2 separate regions of the Sus scrofa genome follow, and region 2 is linked to region 1. A link is a contact called in public HiChIP or PLAC-seq data. All regions are on one chromosome and are shown on one strand. The core of a region is the stretch at or near the end of the contact, and the rest is flanking DNA. Distances in the headings are between cores, read along the strand shown. Region 1 overlaps HIVEP2 (transcription factor HIVEP2). Region 2 overlaps HIVEP2 (transcription factor HIVEP2).

Region 1 (5,804 bases), core at 2,013-4,512:
AATAAATGTTACCTATTATTATGGCTTACAGAACAATTTCATGTCCAATGTGCAAAATACAAACACATATCAGACATCAAAATTATCTATTTCAGTAACTAGACACATATCTATATATCTGTGGTATCCATTAGAGTAGCCAACAGCCTTAGGTGGCTACTGACACTTGGAATGTGGTTTGTGTGACCAAGAAACTGATTTTTAAATTTAATTAATTTAAATGTAAACAGTCCCATGAGACTGGGGGAGGGGTTACCTTATTAGACAGCAAAGATTTATTTCAACTCTTACATCCGTGGTTCCCCCATAAGAGCTTGTCTCCTCCCTACCCACCCCAATTAGTCTTTTAGCAAGGTTCAAGTATCAAGGTCACTTCTCCTTCATTTAAAGGAATCAGACATAAAACAATCCATTCTATCCAAAGAGATTTAGTCCTGCAGTATGAGATTGTATGACAGTCCCACATAAGTATTCACATTGAATGGATGACTGTATCAATGAAAGAAACCAATGAAGAAGAGAGTCCACAGAATGGAACCCCCAAAACAACACAGAGAAGGATTACACAGGATTTGGGACCAGAAGACCTCGCCTTAAATCCTAGCTCTGCCATTCACCGTCCATGAGGTCTTGCGAAAATCTGTGATCTCTTATCCGTCAGATAATGATAATATTAATTAGAACTCACAAATATTCTATAGTAATCAAATGAGATATATCAGACATACAAATATTAGTGCCAATGGGGTAACTGAGGCAGCTGTAAAAATAACACTTAAATCCCTACCTTCTATATTATTACAGTAAATAATGTCCTTTAAGCATGAGCTGCACTACGCTTCGCATGTCTTGACAACTTGAGTAAATGTCTATAGGAAAAGATGAATAATTAGAAAGAGGATTACTATTTGTAAACTATAATAAAAGGACTTATTAGTTCTTTGCAATCATTATCTGTATAGTCTTCATCTGAAACCCAGGTCAGATAATGTTGAATTCTGCTTTTGAATATCTGACCAACCTCCTTAATCATACTTCATGTGCTACATGAACAGGGTCTGTGGCCCTTGCAATATTAGGTAAAAATGATTCACTTCTGTTCTTTACATTTCATGAAGTACTTTCACTTTTTTTTTTTTTTTTTTTTTGTCCTTTTGCCATTTCTTGGGCCGCTCCCACGGCATATAGAATTTCCCAGGCTAGGGATCAAATCGGAGCTGTAGCCACAGGACTACGCTACGCCACAGCAACGCAGGATCCGAGGTGTGCCTGCAACCTACACCACAGCTCACGGCAACACCGGATCCTTAACCCACTGAGCAAGGCCAGGGATCGAACCCGCAACCCGATGGTTCCTAATCGGATTAGTTAGCCACTGAGCCACGACGGGAACTCCCTTCACATATATTCTTTTTTTTTTTTTTTTTTTTTTTTTTTTTGCTATTTCTTTGAGCCGCTCCCGCAGCATATGGAGGTTCCCAGGCTAGGGGTCGAATCGGAGCTGTAGCCACCGGCCTACACCAGAGCCACAGCAACGTGGGATCCGAGCCGCGTCTGCAACCTACACCACAGCTCAGGCAACGCCAGATCCTTAACCCACTGAGCAAGGGCAGGGACCGAACCTGCAACCTCATGGTTCCTAGTCGGATTCGCTAACCACTGCGCCACGACGGGAACTCCACATATATTCTTAATGTTAGCTTCAGGACAACTCAAGATAAGACAATAATCTTTTATTATTCCCATTTTTCAGAACAATAAAGTAATGTTAATGATAGTAGGTAAAACTGTCAGGTTAACAACTCTAAGTTTAGAGTTTTTATCACTATATGCCTGGTAATTTCATGGTGCTTTACATTTTCAAAGAAGAATCCAGATTTTTGTTAACATGCTCCCAAAAGTTCTAACAAAATATTAGGTATCACACCACACACATATCTCATCATACACATATGTATATATAATTTACTACTAATTAATAAGCAATTTAATAGTTTTTAAGGGCTTCTGTCCACACCCATTTAGCAGATCTTAGCAATACTCTCCAAAGAAGTTACGCCAGGTAGTAGAATGCCCATTTCCAGATGAGGAAATAGGGACTAGGAGAGATTGTAACTCTTTACACTGTCTTTACAGTGTGATGAAGAGCAATGATGTGTGCACCTGGGCTGTGGGTCCAGACCTATAACAACCAGCAGAGTAACTTTAGGTAAGTCATCCAACCTCTCTGAGCTTTGCCTTCCTTCTAGGACAATTACAGAAGGTGAGTCACTCACAGATACCATTTAACCCGTAAAAGTCTTATCAGTCTGCAGCTCAGCTAATTCAGTAGATGGTCTAAGCCCTAGCTCTTCTTTGCCCCCTCCCATGCTGTACTGCCTCTTAGGAGATCTCACTATGCTCTCCCAACTGAAGAGTTAATTTCATTTGTTTTTTGTTTATCTTTATAAAGAACTGGGCCCTGTTTATCCTTTGGTTCCTGGGCTTATGTACAGCCAGTAAAAACATTCCTCTACAAGAAAGGCTGGTGAGACAGAGGTGTGCAGGCACAGGGGGTCCAGGGCAAAGGGCGTGTCCTCCTGTGACCTCCTCTCACTGCACTGCCACGCTCTCACTTCAGGGATGGCAGGTGTGTGTTTGTTTTCATGGCTCTTGCTATCTTCTTGTTTTTGTTTTCAAAGAAATAGTCCAAAACTCAAGGTTGATAGGAAAGACAGGTTCCTACATCCAGGTCCAGGAACAGGGTCACAATTAATTTAATGCTATTTAAGTGGTCCAGCCCAAAACCTTCCTATCGTGAAGAAGGGGGCAAGTTCAGAAGTCGTGGGTAAGGGCACCCAGCTAGAGGTGGGGACTCCATTGCAAAGAATCACACAGACTCCCTCTGCTGACATAAAGAAAGTTCTCCTACATCCTTGCTGAGGTAGGTGCCAGAGAAATAAGCAACCTGACCCCCTGAAGAGTCTTCGGAGCCTGGCAGTAACCTGAGCTGCTCTAGGTTATTTTTGCTGAGGGCTAGTGGTTCTTAAAGGGACTGTGCTCTGGGTGCCCCTATCCAGACACAGAACACAAATCAATGAAAAGACCAATGTGACGTGGTCACCTAAGGCAGTTTATTGGATGTATGGACTAGATCAGTAAGGTGTGTGAGCAAATATTTTCATCCCCTTTCAAGGGGATCGATTGTAATACCCTGTGTTATAATATGATTGGTTTCAAACATGGAAGTGCTGAATAACACAGCACCCCATTGGTTTAAAATGGAAAATGAAAGCAGGCATGCCCCAAGGCTCTGTCCTCAGCGCCAGGCTGCTACTTAAGAAGGGAGTGGGGAGGAGAGATTAGAGATGGGGGTGGCTACCAGGGCTGTGCTCACCAGTCATCATCCCCATTTAAATGCTCCCTCCAAGCCTGACAGGTATACCAACTGTACAAAGAAGGAAAGTGGGGCTCGGCAAGGCTTCCTAACACACGTCAGAGTTTCGTGATGGGTGAGTGTTGGCCCCTTCCGCTATGTCTACCTGAATGGTGATGATTCCGAAAGCAAATCCTCACCCCATTCAAAAAACAATTCTTGTGAAACAACCAGTCCTTTCATCCTCTGTCCCACATCCCTGAAGTGGCCAGGGGGGAGCAGGAATAATCCAGTAACGAGGAAAGTGGGATCCGGAGTCACAAGTGCCCAGGTTTGAAAACCTGCTTCACCACAAACTCACTGGGTGACCCTGGGCAAGTTGGTTATACTCCTGGAGCCTCGGCGGCAGTAACAGTAATACCTACATCATCAGGCTGTTTTGGAGATTAAATAAGATACTCATACGCGTAGTGTACTTGGAAGCATGCCTGGCACATGGAACCCTTCAGTTAAAGGGTTGCTATTATTAGTTGCGTTAGTATTCCTATTCAGCAAGTGTGTAATTCAAGTTGCCTTGAAATCTGGCAAAGGATAATCATGAGAAAAATAACGTTCAGCTAGCTGTTGGGCAGGTCCTTAGCACACGTGATCTCCAGTGCCCACAACTCTGCCAGGCAAGTTGATGCTACTCCCCTCTGCAGACCAGGGGCACGAGGCTCACAGAGGTTTAGTGACTTGCCTGAGTCACAACTAGGAAGTGATGGAGCAGGGGGTTGAACTCAAGGTCTGACTTCAAAGCCTGTACGCCTTCCACTCAATTGAGAAACAGTCAGGGAATAGAGAGCAGAGGGGAGCATCCTATTCCACAGCTGGTCAGCTCTTCCCTTAGGTCAGCCTCATAACCTCTTTGTCCTGTTTCACCTTCCAGCTATGATTTGGGGTGGAGGAGTCTGATTTCTGTAGCAAGTGCCATATATTATTCAGCGACAGGTAATTCAACAGAGAATAATAAAGCTCTCTGTAATCTTATTAAAACTACATTATTCTAAGTGCTATCTCCCTTCCTCTAGGAATCTTCACGACGACCCTAGGCACAGGGCTAATTATCTTGGAGAGCGAAGGGTGCCTTGATAACTCACTGGCATGAGCTGATATTCTGGAGGAAAATAAAATAGCCAATTTAATTGTTTATAGTAACAATCCTGTTCTATGATCAAAATTTATCCCAAGTAACATGTCCAACACATTACAATTTTTAAATTTTTTTAAAAAATAAAATGTATTGCTACACTTTAATTTTAATATTTGAAGAAGTTTGAATTTATAACCAGTTTGACTCTTCACAGACAATATCTTTTGATAGTTTTCTCATGCAGTCTTGCATACTTCACATTGTTTTTCACTCGTAATCTTAAAATCGCCACGGTTTTATATAACATCCCTTGAAAGGTGCCTTATAAAACAGAAATTTATAGACGGATTTCTTCAGGACTCAAATTCTTGTCTCTCTCCTTGCCCTCATCAAACTTATTTTATCCTTATCTTTTTTATTTTCTATTTTCCCTTTCTTGTTGTTTATTTCGTTTCTTTTGTCACAATGACAGGGTGGAGCAATCTTACAAAACTAGAAGCTCTTCTATAGGTTTCTCAAAGCTGAGTCTACAGACAACCTACTTCATTATCTCCAGGGAGGGGTCCCCAAATCTACATTTTTAGCAAGCTGCCCTGGTGAACTGCACAGGCTGGGATATATCATAAGATCTGTAATCTGCTAAATCCTAGATACAGCTCAATTCTAGCCTTTTCAATTGAGCAATATGCATATGCTAGTTTTAGCAAAACATAAACTTCACTCTCTAGACCTCAGCTGAGAGCATCAGACAATATGCATCTTATGTACTAAATTTAAACAAAAGATTTTAGCACGCACTATTATTTATTTCAATGTGGAGCAATGAGCAAACAAAAGAGGGTTGGATCAAATGAGGACTCCAAATGGATCTAATGAAGACTTCCAACCTAAGTGCTTAAAGGGATGTACCCCCCCCATTGCAGTGGAGGTGTTTGATGCAACAAATCTTCACTTTCAGCATCCTACTGAAGTGTAAAACCTCACCGCCTGTGTCCCTATATTTACGCTCATTATCTAAAACCAACATAAATTGAACCAACTAAGGACCAATGGCTGATACGAGAGGAAAACACTCAAATGGAATTTCTTCAAAAGTCTTCATTTAATGAAAAAGATTATTGACTAATAATGCAGAAGAGAAGCTAAACCTCAACACGTGACATCTTTTGAGAGGTGCTTGGCTTACGTAAGTGTTGATCCTTTTCCACAACACCTTACAGGGAAGTCAGGTCTGTTGGGTCAACAGGACAGGTTACTCTAGTCAAAGTCATAATATCGCCTAACTTGTCACATTTCCAGGCTGTTCCTCAGCCCCTC
Region 2 (5,804 bases), core at 2,242-4,741, 140 kb before region 1:
TCTTCTTTTGATCACAACGATCGCAGATTCAAAGTTTAAAATCAAGTGGAGCTTGGCTATTTCTCCATTTTGCTTTTCACTGCCATTCTGTGATGTCCCCTGCATATACCTAATCAGAATCGGGGGTTTGTGAGGCAGCCACAGACAGAGCTGGCCCATTTCATGAGATCTCTGACTCGAGTCTAACAAAGGGAGACATGACAAGTCCCCTAAAAATAGGATGTATTCAATATGTTCAAAAGCCAAGAGAATTTTGTGTTAAGAGTGAAAGTCAGAAATTAAACGATTACAACCACATAAGCTAGTGTCCCAGGCCATAAGCTACTGTCCCTAGCATGTAACCACTTCCACCGCTCCAAAGGCTGCCAGGACTCTCCACACATCCTCTCTCCTCTTTTGCACCCTCCAAATAAACTCTCAATACAACTGTTCTACACTAATTTTTACTCCATTTGCCATCACACTTGGTTTCATAATTTGGGCCTTATTGTAATATGGTGAGCAAACTTCCCTCTTATCTAAAAAACCTTGATATGGAAATATGAATGAACTCGTGTGTGGGTTGTGTTAAGTGTGTATGCGTCTATACCCCATGCACCAGATATTTACCTCACCCGACTCATCTTTTCAACAGTGGTCAGTAGGTCCTCTGGAAGCAAATGCTAAGAAGAGGGTAGAGGTGCAAGAGGTTCCCTGGGGGTGGGGGGTGGTGATGAGGGAGCAGGGCGCTAGTTACGTGAAGGCAGCAGGGAGATGAGGCAGGTGGTCAGCTGGGACCGATCCAGGCTCAGCCAGCAGCCGGGCCCTGCAGGGGGAACGGGGGCCTTGGTTTGAAAACGGAGGCCTCTCCTGAAGGTGCTGACAGCAGGAGCCTGTCAGCTCACTGCATTCCTTACAGCTGAATGGCAAGTTCTTTCAAGGACAGAAATCTGCTTGGCCCACCTCCCTGGCTGCCACAAACTGATTAAGAAACTGTGGCCAAGAGGTTAAGTGACTTGCCCAAGATCACACAGAGACCAAGGGCTGGAACCTGATAATGACACTTGCTGGATGGTTCATGGACACTACACACAGAGGACCGGGACAGACTTTCTTTGTCTCCTTGATGTTTATCTACCAAGACTTTTTAAATGGAAATGGAAATTCTTTGGTTTAAAAAAGATGAGGCCAGAAACCATAATTTTTTTTCATCATCATCCTTGAGCCACATATGACAAACCCTCAAAAAATGTTCAGTGAATAAAAAACATCTTTCCCTTCCTTTCTCCCTCTCTCCCTCTCTCCCTCTCTATCTATCTATCTATCTATCTATCTATCTATCTATCTATCTATCTATCTATTATCTATCTATCTGTCATCTATCTTAAAATTAAAACTAACCAGAGGGCATAAGGGCAGAAACAGCAGGGTCCTAGAAGTTCAGTGACTGCATGTCACTTCTTCCAAATCTGCTTCCTAGACCCACCACTCCAGACTGAAGCACATAACGAGTGTGCCACACTGGGCTCCGAGGTTCTTTCGTGTCACGGTCACTGTCCTGTGAGCCCTTGGTCGATGTTAAATAACAAGGTTTTGCTGGTAGAATTTCCATCAAAAATAATTATTGTTGGCGTTATTCTAATGGGATATGTTCACACATTACTTAGAGAGGGGGAAGCACTCATCTGCTAGAGCCATCAAGAGAAATACTTCTGGCAATGAGAACCCTGCCTATACATCATAGAAAGATGAAAATCCTCTGCCACCCCTCCAAGACAGTGTGTTAAGGCATCGAATGGGAAGCCTCTGAGACCAAGCGCCCCTGCTTTAGGGAGGATTCCAAGATCTAGTCCCTCACATCATGTGAACAACGCCACAGGCTAAAAGTTCTCTAAAGGGAATTAAACTGGGTAATACACCAAGGGCTCAATACTTGGGCTTCATAAATGGTAAGCTTTAACAATTCTATTAAATATCCAAGTGAATTGGTATTAAAAAAAAAAAAAAGAAAAACTAGTGCAAACTCAATGACTAATAAAACCAATCTCCTTCCAACAACAACTCTCTTGGTCATAGATTCAAAAAGTAGATGCACTTTCTTAGTCCACTCCTTTGCTTCCTTTGCCCAAGTTGACTGTGAGTTGCTATTATTTTCTCATAACAATAGTGTGGTAGTGCCAAAGGGTTATTTTTGGTGGCTGAAGCTGGCTGGATCCGCTCCAGCATCTCCCAAATACCACAGTATTGACCAACTTGGCCAACGGCCAGAACAGGAGAACCTTTTCTCACACACTCCACCAGCATCCTTGGCTCTACACCAGAGAAAGCATTTTACACCCCAAATACAGTATCCTAGTATCAAGGGATTGCTCACTCCATCAATGCTGCAATAGCATGAACTTCAGAAGAGCTCTCTTTTCTACTTAGCACCACCAAGACACAATAGCCTGTGGAAGGTATCTCTTTTTCTTTAGCTGGCTAACTTATTAGGCTGGCAAATAAATTATGTCCTGATGGCTATGCATGTTTCTGCAGTAATTGCACCATGAAGACGAAGCTGGTGACAGGTTTGTAAACAGAGGGTGTTGGGGGCAGGGGAATGGAACGCAGCAGAGAGCTGCCTTCAGAAATGACCACCTAAGTATCTAATTCAGGGCGGGGAAAAGGTGATGAGAGGGAGGAGGCTGACCACTAGGGCAGTGATAAGATGGCAGTGCTGGGAGCTGGCAGTGCTTTCTTTGTCTGTGAAGGTCAGTGGTGACCCACAGGGCGGAAACCCAGAGCAAAGAGACAATGGCAAAGAAGAGAGCCCGGGGAACAAAAAACACATGGAAAGCACCCAACTCCAAAGGTATCACTCTTCTGGCTATGCTAAGGACCTGCTTCATTCATTCATTTTTAAAAATCCAAGAATGAAAGAGACATCAAGATCTACCACGCTGGTGGAACGAGGCAGGGCAGGTATTTTTCTATGGACTGCAGTAAGCCTGCTGCCTAAACTTCATCCATGATGGCTGCTGTTGTTATTTTAGTGTATCATGAGGGCACGCCATAGAAATCTCCTCTGATGCTCTCTCCCTCAGGTCTCCCACCTGCCCACTTTCTGCGGGCTCATGATCTCACTGAACAAGGGCACTTGACAGCAGGAGGTGGTGGTGCCGGCAAGAAAAGTACCATGTTTGTGCCTGTCATTTATAAACACACCAAAGGGGTCATTCTCCCCCATGCCAGGCCCTCACTGATTTCACGTGTCCACTCACTGTGGGCAAAGAAGTGAGTTTATTGGAAAATATTTTTTTTTTTATTAGAAGTCAATGCTAATGCCTGGGCCAGAAGCCCTACCTGGCAAAGGGTTATATAAATGACACTGAAATGTCCCTGAGAGTGTCTGTCTCGGTAGTCATGTCATTCCAAAGACTTCACCTTCTCTACTCACGCAGAGGTTTCAACTCCTGTCTATAATGAGTTAAGCTTAGAAAGCATTTAGAAAGGGCTCACCTGTTATAGCTGGAAATGGTCTGCTCTGATGCAATGCTACCCTTGGGGTAATGCCACAGCCAGGTCACTGACAATAGCATGTGATGAAAAGGTCTTCCTGCTATTTTTAGAAATTGAGTTGAATTCACTCCTCCTCATGAAAGATACCCATGTCATAATAAATTTCACACTACCAAGAGGGTCCCATGTGCTTGGACTTACGTATTAGAAAGAGAAAGCTAATTATACTTACAGGAGGCCCCAATACAATTGGCTCTGCTTGCAAATACTGCCCCATGGACAACGGAGGGTTGTGGTATAAAGCCCTTCTGGGAGACGGTGCTCGTATGGTGGTCATGTATCTTCTCTCTCTTCTGGGAGAGAGGTCTCTTCTGGCCATGATCTCTTTCCCAGGTGACACTGGCCTCCTTGGGGACAGATGCCTTCTTGGTGAAACATCTCTTTGTGACATCTCTCTTCTCAAGGCAGCTTCCTTTCTCGGTGAAAGATGTCTCATGGGGGACAGCTCTCTCCTGGGTGATAAATGTCTTCTGGGAGATAAATCTCCTTTGGGTATCAGATACCTCTTTGGTGAATTATCTCGACAGGGTGAAGAATCATATCCTGGGGAGGAATGGCGGCTGGAGGGTGAGAAGTCCCTCGGGGAGGAGCTGGGCTCTGAGGACAGCACGCACTCTTCATCCATACAACTAGGGATGTCTAGCCTGTCTTTGTCTGGTTCCGAGTCTGTACTTTTGCTCTGGAATAACCTCTGGTATTCTGTCATCTGAGTATCTTCACATGAGTCACTTGGTGTCATCAGCTGAGTAACCTGAATACTTGGCAAAGTAACCAAATAGCTGATCAGCGAAGAATGCCCCAGGGAGCTGTCGGAAGGAACCCCATGGGGCACGGCGCCAACATTCACAGGCAGGGAGGAGAATCTAGGGGGCTGGGGACTGGTGCTTCTTGACCTTGTTTTGGGTGTCAAATCTCCTTGGTCGTCAAAGTCATCATCGTCTTCATCGTCGTCCTCATTATCATCTCCATCCTCACCATCCGATTCTTCGGCATCTGAGAACTGGTGATCCGTTGAAATGCTGGACATGCTATGCTTCCCGGCGGCTTTGTGCAAATCTTCCATCGTTTCTGAAGCGATTGAACAAAGAGAGTGAAGATCAAGACCCAAACATGAAGGTTAAGAGCTAAGGGGGCCTCCCTCTCTTTCCTAAAGCATCCCTTGAACCTCCAGCCCCGAGAGACAGTCCCACCTCTGAGCTCCTATTTAACACACAGGGGCACATCCCTTTGTGACAGGGATTGGCTCTTAGCTTTTTACGGAGCTCTCTGGTTTCATCCCTACCCTACCCTCCAATGTGGACTCCGGAGCAGGACCTTAGAGCTCAGGCATCACACTACTCATAGAAAACCCAAAGTAAGCACATATGTAACAAGTTAATGATGATGTTAGAGGAAAAAGAAAAGCAAGAACCTGCCTCCACAGGTAAAGACCTCAGGAGGTCCAGTGGAGCCTCAGGCTTTCAACCGAGGTGACTGATTGGTTCATTTTTCCTACTAGAGTTCCTCTCAATAGGAAAAATCAGACATTAAAATGCTTTTTGAACTTCCCAAAAAGTTTCATAAAACTGCAACCACCATCACAACTTGAGTGCAGTCAGATCTCCTTTGTGGTTCTAGACAGAAATATTTTCATAGTAAGGCCTTTCCACCCCCTCAGTCAGAACTGAGATGCACTTCTTCTCAGTAGGTTTCAAGTGATTTAATGTGTCAGACTTTTTTTTCCCCCTATGTTTAGTATTTAATAGCATGAAATGCGATCAGTTTTTTCGAAACATCTAAATTTATTTTACTACCTTGGCCACAAAGCTCCAGTATGCATAGGAAAGAGGTCAATCAACTCAATTATAAAATACCTGCTTCCTCAGTTTCTGTATCATCCACTGATGTCATGGAGACTCCCAACTCCAGGCATTTCTTCATGTGTGCTTTAGATTTCATATGCTTCGTTAGGTTCCCTAGAAAACAGCCAAAAAAACTGGTTAGCGAAACATGATGATTGCTCCAAAATTTAGTGTGAAATGAACTCACTTGAGACAACATAGATTTGCTTCTACCCACTGCCCCTTGTCTTAAGCTTAAGAGGAACAATTTGATTTCTGAAGATATCAACTCCAGTCAGCTTCAGCCCAGTCTCAGGTTTTCCTCATTCTAGAAGATCTGCAGAGGTTGAGGATCACATCTTTCCAAGAGTGGGCTCAAGAATCCAAGGCTTTCCTGACTGAAGAGGGATCTAATATCTTGGCTCTAATGAGCCAGCCTCTTTGGAA

Evidence for each region. HiChIP or PLAC-seq counts read pairs in DNA pulled down with a chosen protein or histone mark.
Region 2: a contact with region 1 is called in an H3K27ac HiChIP or PLAC-seq map of skeletal muscle. The contact joins two enhancer-like sites.

Annotation. Positions count from the first base shown.
Region 1 is chr1:22,291,014-22,296,817 of Sscrofa11.1, reverse strand. All of the region lies in intron 1 of HIVEP2 (transcription factor HIVEP2), which reads right to left. Among named protein-coding and RNA genes, the nearest start is that of HIVEP2, 53 kb to the right of the region's middle. Within about 2 kb of position 3,262, at least 5 of the 83 cell types and tissues checked have an H3K27ac peak or open chromatin away from gene starts, as enhancers often do. A contact at or near this core is called in skeletal muscle, where this site is marked.
Region 2 is chr1:22,426,943-22,432,746 of Sscrofa11.1, reverse strand. It overlaps HIVEP2 (transcription factor HIVEP2), which reads right to left. Exons shown (of 10, transcript XM_021072421.1): 8 at 5,391-5,492; 9 at 3,710-4,605. Among named protein-coding and RNA genes, the nearest start is that of HIVEP2, 190 kb to the right of the region's middle. Within about 2 kb of position 3,491, at least 3 of the 83 cell types and tissues checked have an H3K27ac peak or open chromatin away from gene starts, as enhancers often do. A contact at or near this core is called in skeletal muscle, where this site is marked.